Linked DNA regions of Mus musculus: regions 2, 3 and 4 are each linked to region 1. The links are chromatin contacts, called in public Hi-C and promoter capture Hi-C maps. All regions are on one chromosome and are shown on one strand. Each heading gives the region's core, a stretch centred on a gene start, on an enhancer-like site or on the middle of the called end of the contact. The rest is flanking DNA. Distances are from core to core; before and after follow the strand shown. Region 1 holds the start of Mbnl3 (muscleblind like splicing factor 3). Region 2 holds the start of Rap2c (RAP2C, member of RAS oncogene family). Region 3 has its middle 18 kb from the start of Rap2c. Region 4 has its middle 41 kb from the start of Rap2c.

Region 1 (3,304 bases), core at 240-2,739:
AAAAAAGAAAAGAAAACAAACAGGGAAAAAAATAAACCCACGCAACAAGTTGCAGTCAGTGTTAAATTGCCTTGTTTGCGCGGGAGTAGAAAAAAAGTTTTAAAAGCAGCGCATTTCATCGGTGTCCTAGCAAGGCAGCCAGTTTCCTAAACCCAAACTCATCCGCAGCCTTACCTTCCGTCGCTAGCTCAAACCCAGAGGCTAAGGGGCCCCTGTTCTCAGTGGCAGCAGTAGGGGCAGAGGCAGCAACAGCCGCACATGCCATCTGTTAGCGGGAGAAGCAAAAAAAAAAAAAAAAAAAAAAAGCAGCGCTGCGCTGCGCTAGGTGGCCCCGGTGCCGGGCGAGCCTTTAGCAGGGGTGTATAGTGGATGCCGCCATTTTAAAGCGAGGTTCCTGAAATCCTTAGATATAGGCAAATTAAAGCTCGCCCCACCTCCAGAACTTCAGGGCTGGGACGTGCTACCGGGCCCCGAGTCAGCGGCAGCGGGGTGTACGGTGTCAAGTCCAGCAACACGCGCTGCGAACTCCGGGGACCAAGACCACGAGCCCAGAGGTGCCATCCACCTCCGCCCCCACCCCACCCCCGTCCCCAGGCCCCCACGCTTTTGCCTCAGGCCTAAGGAGACCCTAGTTTGTGGGGTGCCCTCGGTAATGGGGGAGTCCCCCCAACTCGGCCGGCTTGCTAGGGGAGGGGCCCGGGAGCACGCCCTCCCCACCCCCCGCGGTCGCCACCGCTTGGTTCAGTCCACTCGGAGCACACCTCCGAGCGCCCCAGCTCCCCAAGCCGCCGCGGCGCGCGCGGGCGGGCGGGCCGGCGAGCGGGCAAGCGGGAGGGCCGGCCGGGGCAGGCACGGGGCTCCTGCCGCCGAGGCTCGTGGTTGCTGTGGCAACCGGCCCTCATCCCACCCCCACCTCATCTCCCCCAAACTGGGGCCCCTAGTTAAAGGCGTGCCCTAAGTTCTCCCCGGCACCCCTCCACCGTGCACCCCCACAACACACACACAAAAGTCCCGCATCCCTCCCCCCCGCGCTCCCCCGGGCTGACCCCGCTGGCTCTCACTTTAGCGCTCGGCCATTCGGGAGAGACAATTCGGATTTTAGGCGCCCGCAAGGCAACTCACGCCAAACTCCTGGAGTCGCCGGCAATCGCCGCCCTCAGCCGCCCCGGACCGGCCCCGCCCCGCCTGGCCAGGTAGCGCCACTCACCCCGCCTAGCCGTCGCCCCTCGCCGCCACTGCCACGGCCACCGCCCCCGCCACCGTCCAGCCTCACCTCTCCGAGTGAGCGACTCCAGCGGCGTCTCGCTGCGAGGACGCCACGCGCAGGAACTCCCCCGTGCGGCGCTCGCTGCCCCGATTCCCGCGCCCCGGCCCGGGACCGTCTTCCGCCTCCTTGCGGCTCGCTCGCAAAGAGCGCCAAAAAGTCGCGCTCCTGCTCGCGCTCCGACTGGGGGCACTTTCTTCCTGTAGGACGCACTTGCGTCGTGAAATCTCGTCTTTGTGAGAGTCGTACCTTCGCGCTTGCTTTTCCCGAGACTGCTGGCGTGGGCTTTATTCTCAGGGGGTGTGGCGCCTCCCCCCACCCCACCCCCAAGCCCCCAGCTTGCACAAGCCCTCGCCGAGAGTGGCTTTTGTCATTGCGTTATTAAGTATGTGTGTGGGAGGGGGGATGGGGGCAAATCATAACGTTCAGGATGTTCAGAAGCAAAGCCGGCGGGAAGCATGCACACGCCACCCGGGTCGGGAGCGCGAGCCGGCTCTAAAGTTTCTAGAGCTTCAGTGACTACAGTGCCAACTAGACAGGCAATTGTAATGCGAAGCTATAGGTTTCTAGACACTCCCGAGACAGGTGAGGTGTACTAGAAAAATTCCAAAATGACTTTGATCAATACGTATTTCAACTCGTGGAGGGTGAAATACTTACCGTTTGCCTTCCGGGGTCTCCTCCCTTCCATAAAACGCCAGATCTTTTATTTCGCTCCAAAAACTTGAGAGAAGAGAACTGTTGATCAGAGGAAATGCTTCCCCTACTGCAAGGGAGTTTACCGGGTAGGAGGAGCCCTGAGGTAGGGTTCCAGATACTTCTGAATGGAAAATGGACAAAGCAAAGGCGGTTTTATACTTGGGTTTTAAAGTGTGCATCTGGACATCTAAATTACAAGTTTCAATTTAATGCGAGCGTAATAAGAGCACCAGCTGTCTCTTAATTGGAGCCCCACAATAATAAATGCGTGCTTTTATTTAATTTTATGAGGACAATTGTAGATGATAACACACACACATGCAGGATCGTCAACGAGGATCTCGTAGCAATTCATGGCTGCTTTCCTGCATGCAATCAACTGCTTCAGTCTAGAACTCAGCTCTATAAGCTCCGCACAAAGTGCAGAAGCATTGCAGGGCATATTTAAGTGGCAGTTAGGTTGTGGAGTGAAGTGAATTCTCGGGCTAATTATACTTTTTAATTCTGCCCAACTGATCCAAATAGAATTCAGCTCATTTTAGGCAAGAAATCAATCTCTGTGTGTTAAATGCAAAATAATCAGAGTACGACAGCAATGGTTAGAAGACTGGGCACAAACTGCCCCTCACATCATTAAAATCTGCAATGGCATTTGGCAAGAACTGGGAAAGTCACCAGGACAATGTACAGGGATCATGTCAAACACTTGAGAGTTATGGCCAGGATCCTAACAAGTCAAAATAAGGACTTCCTGGTTACCTCATGAACTCCTAACTACTTCTCCCACGCCTTCTTTCATACTTGCCAAAGTCCCTGCACTACTGTAAAAAAAAAAAAGTCAAACTTGTCTGGCATATAGGAAGTGGTTTTGCCAGTCCACGAGCCACCACCAAACTAAAGAGGTGTTGGTTACTTCGAGAGACTGGAAGACAGGCAAGGCAGTATAACTTTATGCCCAGTGACCCAACAAATGAGGAGCTGTCATGTCAGTGACTCAACAAAAGGAGTCTTTATACTAAACTTGGGCAACACGGGTCCCTCACCTCTGTCCACCACTGCAATCCAAGACTCCTGCGGGACCCACAGGTTTTCCTAATAACCACCCACACAGACAGGCCCACTTTCACTGTTGTGGAGTTGCTAGAACAATTATTTCCTTAGGAATGTGCGGTACACTTCAAGGAATGTTACCCATCTAGGGGACAGCATGGTTTCAACATTGTCTCTTGCTTGAAAGGGCTGGCCAGTGAAAACTGCAAAGGAGATTTTACTGTTTTCTGGAGAGAAGAGTAACCTTATAAACAAATTCTAGCCAGTCAATAGTCTCTTTGGCTCTTCTCA
Region 2 (3,304 bases), core at 374-2,873, 190 kb before region 1:
AAATGGTATGAAACACCTTTGAAAAGACCAGAAGAGTCTGCTGAATGAAAAACAAATCTTTCGAGGATCCCTTAGAAGGAAAATACCTGTCAAATAATACCCTCAGCACTTCTGGGGGAAATGCTTTATGCTACTTTTGTTTGGAATGTGAGTCTACCTAGCATGTTCTTTGGAGTCATTTGCCCAGAACTTATACTCTTTACAAAGAAGTTCTTGAAGTTGTTGTATAAGGTTACCAGAAAAATTCATACATAGCACTTTAACTTCAACTCCCAAAGAATGTGAAACTAGCACATTACTCTGGCTAAGGCACTTAATATTTCTTAAGTAAGCAACATTAAGTGCATACCTTTAAATGCAGAAAAAAAATCCGTTTCCTAAATCAATGGAGGTCAATATAACGGGTCAATATAAGGTCATTTATTTTCAAGGAATAAATAGCAACAATTAGTGCATCTCTTAAAATAACGTTAACTTCAGTCTAGTTCCCGGTGAGGGATGGAGGGATTTTCTGAAGCAACTGGACCAGATCCAGGTTGGCTACCCCACTGGGCTAAGAAATCTGCGTTCCCAGTCCCACATATTTTTCTGTAAGTATAGGCTACGATGGCAGAAACGATATGGCTCGACGGGAGAAAAGGAGAGTCATCCTTGCTTTCTGTGGGTTAGGAATCCTAGGTACTAGTCTTTTAGAGCAGCAACTTCCCCTTTCGGCTGCATTCCCCTAAGAAAAATGCCAAGAAAGCAGGCCTAGCCCGCATTTTGCACCACTGAGATTTAGGCTTCAAGCTGAGGACCTTAGGAGCTAGGAGAGCAGGGGGAAGGAAAAGCAGGCACACAGGTTTTAGCTCAGTGTACGAGAGAATGGACTTCAAACAATTTCGCCCAGCCCACCGTGCTCCGCACTTGAGGTTATCTACGGAAGGTTTTGTGAACACGTTAATCGATACTTGTTGAAGTGAATAAACAACTTCAGGTTGTACCGTAGGGCTAAAAATACTCAGGCTGACCTATTTCCTTTTCACTTTTCTTTTCCTTAAAAATAACTTTAAAATATTTGTCGATGTCTGTTACTTTAGCACTCTCTACAGAAACAATCCAGGGCTTTTCCATACCATGCCAAACTTTCAAAAGCCAAACACGCTCATTAACGCACAGCTCAAGCAAATGAGAAGTACATGTAGGATTACCACACCCCCTTCAAAGAAATTACAAGACTTGGTTTGATTACCTGAAAAGACTGTTGATTAACCAAACTATACACCAGGATGAAACCTTGGCCGTTCTTGATGTACAGATCTCTCATGGAGGCAAACTGCTCGGTTCCTGCGGTGTCCAGGATTTCCAGTACTGACGGGGAAGAGTCCACTTCGATCTCTTTGCGGTAGAAATCTTCAATGGTGGGGTCATATTTCTCAATGAAAGTCCCGGTGACAAACTGCACGGTGAGGGCAGATTTGCCAACCCCTCCGCTCCCTAACACCACTACCTTGTATTCCCTCATGAGTCTCACCTTCACCAACTCCTTACCCAAGGGGGGGAAAAAATAACACCCCGCTAGCTGCGCTGCGGCAAGGCCAGGCGGAAGGTGGGCGGAAATGTGCGAACTGGGGAGGAGAGTGCGGAGAGAGGCGGAGGGCCCGACCGGGGACGAGGAGGAAGTTCCAGGAGGGGGAGGGGAAAAGAGCCAAGTGTCGTCGGGTGGGTGGGGATGGGATGCTGATGCCCTTCCTATAGGAACCCAGGGCGGCCTGGGGGGCGTGGGGAGGAGGGCGCGCCGGCGAGCGTCCGAGCGACGGTTGGGGGGAGCCGCGGCGCACCCCCACGCGGGAAGGGGCGGGGGCCTGGCGGCCGGGGGCTGCCCGCCACCCCTCCCCCCCGCCCTGCGCGCACACACACACAAAGGGGCCCGGGGTCCCCGCTTCCTGCCGGCGCCGCTGCCTGCCGAGCCGGCCCGAAGCCTCCGGGCCCCGCCGCGCGCGCGCGCGCGCTCGCTCGCTCGCTATCGCTGGGGCGGGGTCTCTGGGCCCCCAGGGTCCCGCGGAGCTCGTGTGACCTGTAACGGGGGGGGGGGGGGAGGGGAACGGGGAAGAGGGAAGAAGGGGACGCGCGTTAGGTGTTGCCTGACCTCCACGCTGGCGCCCGCAGCCGCCACCTCTGCCGCCGCTTACCCTGCTGTCCTGGCCACACGCTCCCAGCCGCCCGGGAGGCTAAGTCAAGCCAAGGCCATGGCCACCGGGCCGCCCGGGCCCTGCTGCTAGCGGAAGGACGGGGAAGGGGCGGGGGCGGACCGGCGGCGGCGGTGGCGGCGGCGGTGGCCGCAGGGACTCCGGTTGAACCCACCTCTTTTTTTTTTTCCTCCCCTACCCCCCACCCCCCACCCCCCACCCCCAATATAAACCCGGAAGGGTTTCCCTGACACACTGGCTGAGGTGCCCCAATTCCCCGAGACTGGACGCGTTCACTTCCGGTGGGGAAAGTCCCACCTCTTCTTCGGGGCGAGCCGGGTGGCGCTAGGGCCGCGCCCTGCCGAGCGCCGAGAGAGCGAGCGAGCCGGGCCGCCCGGCCGGGTTACAGGTCGGGGCAATGGCCTTGAGAAAGGGCGCTTCGGGGAAACCTTCAGCTCCAGCCTTCACGCCCTGAGCGGTCGGCCATATGGCTCGACCCCGGGCCCGCCCAAGTCCCTAGGCTTCTAGGTGTCGAGCAGCTGCTTCTGAGGACCTGATTCCCTCCCTGGCCCGAGACCGCCAGCCAATAATCTAAGTGCTGAGAACACCAGATATCCCTCGGCTGGAAGTTACTGGGAAAATAAAACAGTTTAGGAAGTTAATTCTCTTAGCTATTATTTCTTTCCACTTGATATGTTTCCGAAGCAAAGTATGCAAAGGACCCTTAGAGTTGGTGTGGGCTCTTGATTTTTGAAGGTGCTGTTTTAGTCATGTATGGCACTCTGTACTTTATCAGTTGGCACATTTGCCTCACCTCCCTCAGCAAATATGAAACTTTAAAAAAATATATCACAAGGCTCAAAGGGATCAGCAGTGCAAGTAGACTTTATGGTGGACTATTCAGTTTTGTTCCAACTATTTCCAACTACTACACAGCAGAAATGGTAACCGATATCGAAAGGTGATTGCAAATGGTTAGGCCTGTGGAATAATTTCATTTCGTCTTTTTATCATCTGCAACGCATAACAAACTGCCCACCTGGCTGTTGCACAGTGAAGCCTTGTTTTAAAGGCCTTCGTTCATAGCCTTGAAATTCAAAAGCAAATAATAACTCTAACTTCTATTTTTAGAGAAA
Region 3 (3,304 bases), core at 421-2,920, 170 kb before region 1:
CATGACCTGGCTCCAGTGCATTCATTCGCACTGGCTTCACATCACAATAGACTAGGGGTTTGGGAATAGCCAGACCACATTTAAAGCCTAGTCAAATGAATGAGTGGTTGGGCTGGTCCATACATTTTGAATGAAAACTGAAGTGCAATCATTAAGACATGAAATTGGTTTTTGTTTTTTGGGTTTTGTTTTGGTTTGGTTTTGGTGGGGTTTTTTTGTTGTTGTTGTTGCTGTTTTTGTTTTTGTTTTTTTTTTAGGACTTTGTAATTGGTTCTGAAAGTAAATTTTATTTCTGGAGATGTTTTTAAGCATCATGAATCTAAATACAGCATCTCCCAAGGGAGGCGTCTTGGAAAAGCAACAGTACTTACTTGGCATACTTATGACTTCCAGTCTTGTTGAATTTGAATTACTAGCTTAATAAGAGTTATCAAGCTGTGAATGTTGGCATACATCCATAACACCAGCACTTAGCAGGCTGAGGCAGGAGATTCACAAATTTGAGGAGAGCCTGTGATATACATTGAGTTCAGGCCTATTTCAGTTACATAGTGAGACCTACAAAGAGTTTCGTATTATACCCAACTTATCCTCATTGTTATGGTTTGGGCGTATGGAACATTCGTTATTTCAGCACAACAGAATTTGAAAACAATATTCAATTTCCCCTCCTTTCAGGTGTTTATTTACCTACTGTACAGGATTAACACCCATAGCCACTCTGAGAAGTTGATACCATGTATCCTGTTTAATAGATGTTGAAACCAAGATCCAGGGAAATTAAATGCTGTGTCAACGAACAACAGAATCTTCCTCGGTGTTTGAAAAGTGAACTTCTTTGTGGTATATGTGAGTAGTTCTTGCTCAGTGGTTAACAAAGCGTCCTCGGTACAATAGACTTGCCCCTTTTCAGTGTTCTAACTGACTAGAGTGTAACTTGCCTGTCATAGAAGCCTGCCAGGGACTAATGTGGTAAAAAAAAAACGAGTTTTATTTATTGACCAAATAAATGAAGCATACAACTTCCTTTGTCAGTTGACTATGGAAGCTTTTCCCTCTTTGTTGCATGTTTGATGTGCTGACCCACAGTACATATTCATTGTGACTACTAATAAATGTTCTTTGTTCTTTTAAGTCTGGACTACTTAGTCTCCAGGCTTCAAAAAAAAAAAATCACAACCAAGAAAATGGTAACTATCTAACTCTGGGTAATGTATTTAATCACTCTGAACATGTTTTCCTTCTGGCACCTGGGAATAAAATTGCCTCTTGCTGCCCCTGGGGGCACTGATGGATGATCCGAATGTGGTAATGTATTTGAATGGACATTGAAGACGCATAATATATGCTCCAAAATGCACAGGATTTTTCCCCCTAGCGATTATGTGATTGACTAACATGTAGGCAACGTGGATTCAGATGTGTGTAATTTGATCTGGGCTCTGAGCTGACTCCGGAGAAAGCTTACTTTCTGTGTTAGCTCAGAAAAGCAGAAAGGAGTCACACGCACATTACTGAAGTCCCAGCTCAGAATTTCCTTGGGATAATCAAGTCCAGCAGCTGTTACTGCTCCACGTCTGAAGCATTCCATGAGGTGGTTTATATCAATGAACCCAGTGGGGACTTTCTTCAAGAAGGAGCTCCCTGCAGGGAGAAGCTGATTGGCCTATGGAAGGGAAACAAAGGGAAGAAGCAAACACTCTCAGCATTAGAAGCAGGGAGGCTCCCAGAGCATTCAGCCCAGTTGTTGCCCATTGTTTGGTAATGAGCTAAGCTTCCAGCTTTAGGATTATTTGTTTTCTTTAACTAAAGAACAGAGTGGACAGAGGAATAACACTTGGTTTTCTTGTCACACTGAAACACTGTAAGACGCTTTGTCAATTGCAAAGAGCCATACACAAGGTATTAGCTCAACATATGCTTATTGATTGCCTACTGTGTATAATGCACACAAAGAAAACTTATGCTTTCCATTTACCTGCCCCAAGGAAATGGGTAGTCATGGGGATGGGGAGGTGGTTCCGTTGTAAAAGTGCCCGCTGAATCAAGCACAAGGAGTCAAGTTCAAATCCACAGAATCCACACAAAAGGACTCACATAAAATGCCCAAAATAAAAAGCCAAGAATGAATCACATGCCGTAGTGACAGATAGGAGGGGTTCAGGAGAGGGTGAAACATCCCTGAAACTCCTTGGCCAGCCAGCCTAGCAGAATCATAAGTTACAGGTTCACAGAAAGAACTTGTCTCAAAAAAATAAAAGCAGAGGTGATCAAGGAGAGACATTTGAGATCTATTTTGGGTCTCTACATGCACTTGTGTTTGAACTTGCAGAAGCATGTACCACCCACATACACAACATCACACAGACAGACAGACAGACAGACATACACAGAGAGAGAGAGAGAGAGAGAGAGAGCCTCACCCATCTTGTGTGAGGAGAGAAGGGAAGGGAAGGGAAGGGAAGGGAAGGGGAGGGGAGGGGAGGGGAGGGGAGGGGAGGGGAGGGGAGGGGAGGGGAGGGGAGGGGAGGGGAGGGGAGGGGAGGGGAGGGGAGGGGACACCTATCCAAGACTGGGAAAATAGCTCATCAGTTGATATTTGCTTCTGGACCTGAGTTCTGTATACACACACACACACACACACACAGAGAGAGAGAGAGAGAGAGAGAGAGAGAGAGAGTGTCAGTCATTGGAGAAAGAATAGAATATATATAAATAAGAACTGTGAAGTAGAAAATCATGAGACTAGTTGTCATCTGGCCTCTACAAGCATGTGACAGGCACTCCTCTCCCCATAATAATAAATAAGGCAGATGCCTTCATTTAAGAAATGGCTCTCTCTCTCTCCCCTCCTCCTCCTTTTTTTTTTTTTTTTTTTTTTTTTTTTTTTTTTTTTAGTTTTTGTTTTTGTTTTGAGGCAGGATTCCCCTGTGTAGCTCTGACTGTCCTGCAACTGACGTTGTAAACCAGGCTGTCCTGAAATTCAGAGATTCACCTGTCTCCACCTCCCAGGTGCTGGGTTTAAAGACATGTGATACTACTACCAAGACAAAACTTTCTAAGAAAGATGGAAAGAAAGAATCATGGGTAATGATAGTGAAAACAGAGGCAAGCATACTATTTCAAAAGGCAAATCAAGTATATGGCTACTGGGCTGAAATTGAATTATAAAGCAATCACCTTCAGGTCCACAGCTTTGTATCACATTCATTATGTTCCTTAAACTAAAGATACTGAATTATTTCTTTCACTTAGTCAAGATTTGTTGGACAACTATTATGTGATAGTCCCTGAGCTAGGAGAC
Region 4 (3,304 bases), core at 340-2,839, 150 kb before region 1:
AGGCTAATACTGGAATTAGCTTGCATGCACTGAACATATATATGTCAAGAGCATGTGTAACTGAGTAGGGAGAGCTGACCCAAGACTCTTGATGCTAGTTGATAGGCAATTTGTGTGCAAGGTCTTGAGTTCTCTATTTGTAACTGACCTATCAGACTGTACACATTAAATGAGAGGCCCTCTCCACATTGACAGCAGGCATGCCAGATCCAAAGATGCCCTAATTTCTTAGATATCTCAAGATCTCCCTTTGAGATTTGCCTCCCAAACTGCCTTCCTTTTCTGACAGCCTCTCAATTGTAATGTCTGAACCCAAAGGAGTTTCAGGACCTGCAGAGTTAGGAGGCATGGTGTGCACAGCAGGAAGGATTGTGTTGGGGTCAGGAGGAGGCTGCAAGGCTTCAGCCAGCATCTATGTATTGCTTGCTGACTGCAAATTTCCTATCTCTGGTCCCAACCTCTCTCCCAACTCCAGTGGTGTGTGGCTCTGTGTATGCATCTCCTCCTGAATATACCAAAAGGCTTCCAGTTCAATTGTTTCCTCTTCAACTCTCCTCCCATGTGATTTCATCTGGGGCTGTAATATTATCATCTCTCCATTCCCAGCGGATGAGCTTGGGGATCAGTCCTGCCATCCTCTTTTCTGCTCTTCCACACCGTTTCCAGATGTCGCTGGTTTGGCTCCTGATTCTCACATGTGTGTTTGCCTGGCCTCACCCTCATTCCTGTTGAACCAAGTCTCCATCTTGTCTCTTTGGCACATCCATTTTCATAAATGGTGTTCTTGTATTACACCTTAGCCCCAGCTCCTAACCGTCCTCCACAGGTCAAAGACACAGAAGGGCTGTCAAATGAAATTGCATGCCGTTCCCTGAACAGGCTTCGAAGTTTCTACCCTGCACCTTTGCTTCACAGATACATCTGTTACTCAAGCCCTCACCATGGGTAATACTCACCTCTGAGAGCCAAACATCTCTGTCCTTTGTGAAGTATTGTAGCTGCCGCTTGCAGCAGCAAATGACTACCCCATTTTCCAAGTGTCTCTAGTACTTTCTCCTGCCCTCGTGGCACTGATCCCCTCAGTAGAGAATGATCTTTGGGAACACACAGAGTGCAAGAGACGATAGTCCAAACATTGCAACACAGATGATAGGACTCAGTTCATTCACACAACAAGTTTGAGTCCAGTTTTCAAGCCTACTGAATGCCTTATAACTTTGTACACAAGTGTAGTCCAAAGTCCAGATGCTGAGATAACAGCTGAAGGTTTGCTATTTCTAAGCCCATTCAATACTACATTACGCCTTGTCATTAGTTTAGTGGTCTGGGACATGGTACTAACTTCTAGGTTAGTCCCACGGTGTATTTGTGCTTTGAATTATCAGGCCAATTTCTTCCTGCTCTTAATTTGGGGTATCCTCATTCTGCAAAAATCAGAGAAGGAACCCAATCCCAGACAAGAGAACTTTTTCTCCTATTGGCAACTGTTAGTGCATAAAGCTGGCACCAATTAAGGAGGGCATGTGTGATTCCTTACAGGCCGCCCCAATCAATGTGTTCTCTGGCCAAGGTGTGAGTCAGACTTTGAGTCCTCTGTTAAACATCAGTGAGAGGAATGCCACAGGATGATGTCAAGTGAGCTTTGGAGCTAACCACTCCTAGAAACATCTGGTGCTGGCAGAGTATTTGACTATTAGTATGTACAGAGAGAACACATGAGCCATTTGGATTAACCGTAGTTGATTACTGTCTTCCTTGAAACGTCCTCATTTTGCTCTGAAGCGGTAAATAAATAAATGATGTTTGGAAGATGAAAAACAAACAAACAAACAAACAAACAAACACTCCACTGACATGACTTTCCTTTCTTCCTTTACTTCCTCTCTCCCCAGATCCCTTGAGCAAGCACAGCTTTCCCTTGTTTTCTGGACTTTCTCTAATTATCACAACACAAGCTCGGCATTTTGTGCCCACCTTGTCCGCAGATGCGGGTGGGGTCCACAAAGCACTTTGTCTCCCTTCCTTGCTGTGTGCTGCTGAGAAGCCTGGTCATTGGAAAGGCCCTCAAGTTGAGGCAAAGCAGCTCAAACTGGGAAGTGGCAAAACTTGCTGTGCTTGCCTCAGGCACGTATTTGCTGATAAATCATTGCTCCTCCAAACTCCTCCATCTTGTTGGAGCTGTTTGGTTTCTAATGAGAACCACACCCAGCCCGTGATAGGAGTGGTTTCTGAGTGCATCCGGTCTGGTGGTGGGAAAAAAAAAGAAGATAAAGCTGTTCTCCTGCCACTAAAGGGACACAAAAGTCAGAACAGGCTGCCAACCTCTATGTCACAGGCCACTGACTGTGTATATTAAATCAGAAGTATATATTGTCAAATTAGGCCTTCCTGAACAATAGTGTGCCTGCTTTAAATTTAGAAAGGGAAAGATGATGCGACACTAATGGGAGAAGCCTCTAGACAAAAATTGTGAAATAGACGGAGTTCACATTTTCCCTTGAACTGTTTATATACCTGCTGAGTGTAGTGTAAGAGTTCTTTGGAGAACAAATGTGTGTGTGTGTGTGTGTGTGTGTGTGTGTGTGTGTGTGTGTTTGATAAATTGTGTCAAAAATTGGTTAACTTGGTTGTGAAGGTTGACAATGGAAAATCTCTAAGACAGCGCCAGTGAGATGGGTCTGGTGATAAAGGTTTTCACTGCCAGTCTCATGACTTGGGTTTGATCTGGGACCCAAAAGATGGGAGGAGGAAACTGACTTCTGCAGTTTGTCCTTTGACTTCCACATATATAGTGCAGCCCATGAACACACACACACACACAAAACAAACAAATAAATGTGACTTAAAAGATAAAGATCCACAGGACAGGTCATCAACAAGCAGGAAAATCAGGTAGGGATTTCTATGTAATAGTCCCAAGTCAGAATTCCTTTTATAGTGTAACAAGATAGTTCTAGAATTGCAGTTTCATTTACTGGAGGTCATAATTTGTTCCATGTTTTCCGCAATCCATCACAGTATTAGATAATCCTAAGGCTGCCTAGCCTTTCTGGATGAAGACTATGCAAGTACAAAGTCTCAACCACAGTTAAACTATCCTGTGCAATTAGAAAACCATAAAGGTTTACGATATAGTGGCATTTGTTTTGTGACATCAGTATGCATAGAAAGAGACTCTGAGCCATGTTGAGACAGCCTATGAGTGCACTTAACGTTGCTGTATCAATATACCTGAATTTGAGCATTTTATTTTAAAAATATTTGCTTATGTCAGCGTTTTGGAGGCTTAAAGTCTGAGTTTGGA

What was found. Promoter capture Hi-C pulls out the DNA fragments that hold promoters and counts their contacts. A called contact is a pair of places that touch in the nucleus more often than the background predicts. Capture Hi-C pulls out chosen DNA fragments and counts their contacts.
Region 2: a promoter capture Hi-C map of liver shows a contact between it and region 1. The contact joins the promoter of Rap2c here to the promoter of Mbnl3 in region 1. A contact is called at or near these places in 6 of 39 promoter capture datasets (the 3T3-L1 cell line, 3T3-L1-derived adipocytes, cranial neural crest and 3 more), 23 of 484 Hi-C or Micro-C datasets (the C2C12 cell line, CD4 T cells, CD8 T cells and 13 more), 4 of 115 datasets of contacts at active chromatin or transcription factors (effector CD8 T cells, extraembryonic endoderm stem cells, memory CD8 T cells and 1 more) and 2 of 9 other capture datasets (adipose tissue and liver).
Region 3: a promoter capture Hi-C map of the 3T3-L1 cell line shows a contact between it and region 1, with 2.8 times the contacts expected there. The contact joins the enhancer-like site here to the promoter of Mbnl3 in region 1. A contact is called at or near these places in 4 of 39 promoter capture datasets (the 3T3-L1 cell line, 3T3-L1-derived adipocytes, cranial neural crest and 1 more), 8 of 484 Hi-C or Micro-C datasets (the C2C12 cell line, CD4 T cells, CD8 T cells and 5 more) and 1 of 9 other capture datasets (liver).
Region 4: a contact with region 1 is called in a Hi-C map of epidermal suprabasal cells, with 3 times the contacts expected there. The contact joins the enhancer-like site here to the promoter of Mbnl3 in region 1. A contact is called at or near these places in 11 of 39 promoter capture datasets (the 3T3-L1 cell line, the C10 cell line, the HPC-7 cell line and 7 more), 10 of 484 Hi-C or Micro-C datasets (the 3T3-L1 cell line, B cells, the HL-1 cell line and 7 more) and 3 of 9 other capture datasets (adipose tissue, liver and pancreatic islet).

What each region holds. Positions count from the first base shown.
Region 1 is chrX:51,204,501-51,207,804 of GRCm38.p6, forward strand. It overlaps Mbnl3 (muscleblind like splicing factor 3), which reads right to left and starts at 1,490. Exons shown (of 8, transcript NM_134163.5): 1 at 1,274-1,490.
Region 2 is chrX:51,016,395-51,019,698 of GRCm38.p6, forward strand. It overlaps Rap2c (RAP2C, member of RAS oncogene family), which reads right to left and starts at 1,624. Exons shown (of 3, transcript NM_172413.2): 1 at 1,232-1,624. The coding sequence starts at 1,504.
Region 3 is chrX:51,034,406-51,037,709 of GRCm38.p6, forward strand. No RefSeq gene overlaps it. Among named protein-coding and RNA genes, the nearest start is that of Rap2c, 18 kb to the left of the region's middle. Within about 2 kb of position 1,671, at least 22 of the 459 cell types and tissues checked have an H3K27ac peak or open chromatin away from gene starts, as enhancers often do.
Region 4 is chrX:51,057,327-51,060,630 of GRCm38.p6, forward strand. No RefSeq gene overlaps it. Among named protein-coding and RNA genes, the nearest start is that of Rap2c, 41 kb to the left of the region's middle. Within about 2 kb of position 1,590, at least 24 of the 459 cell types and tissues checked have an H3K27ac peak or open chromatin away from gene starts, as enhancers often do. A contact at or near this core is called in epidermal suprabasal cells and liver, where this site is marked.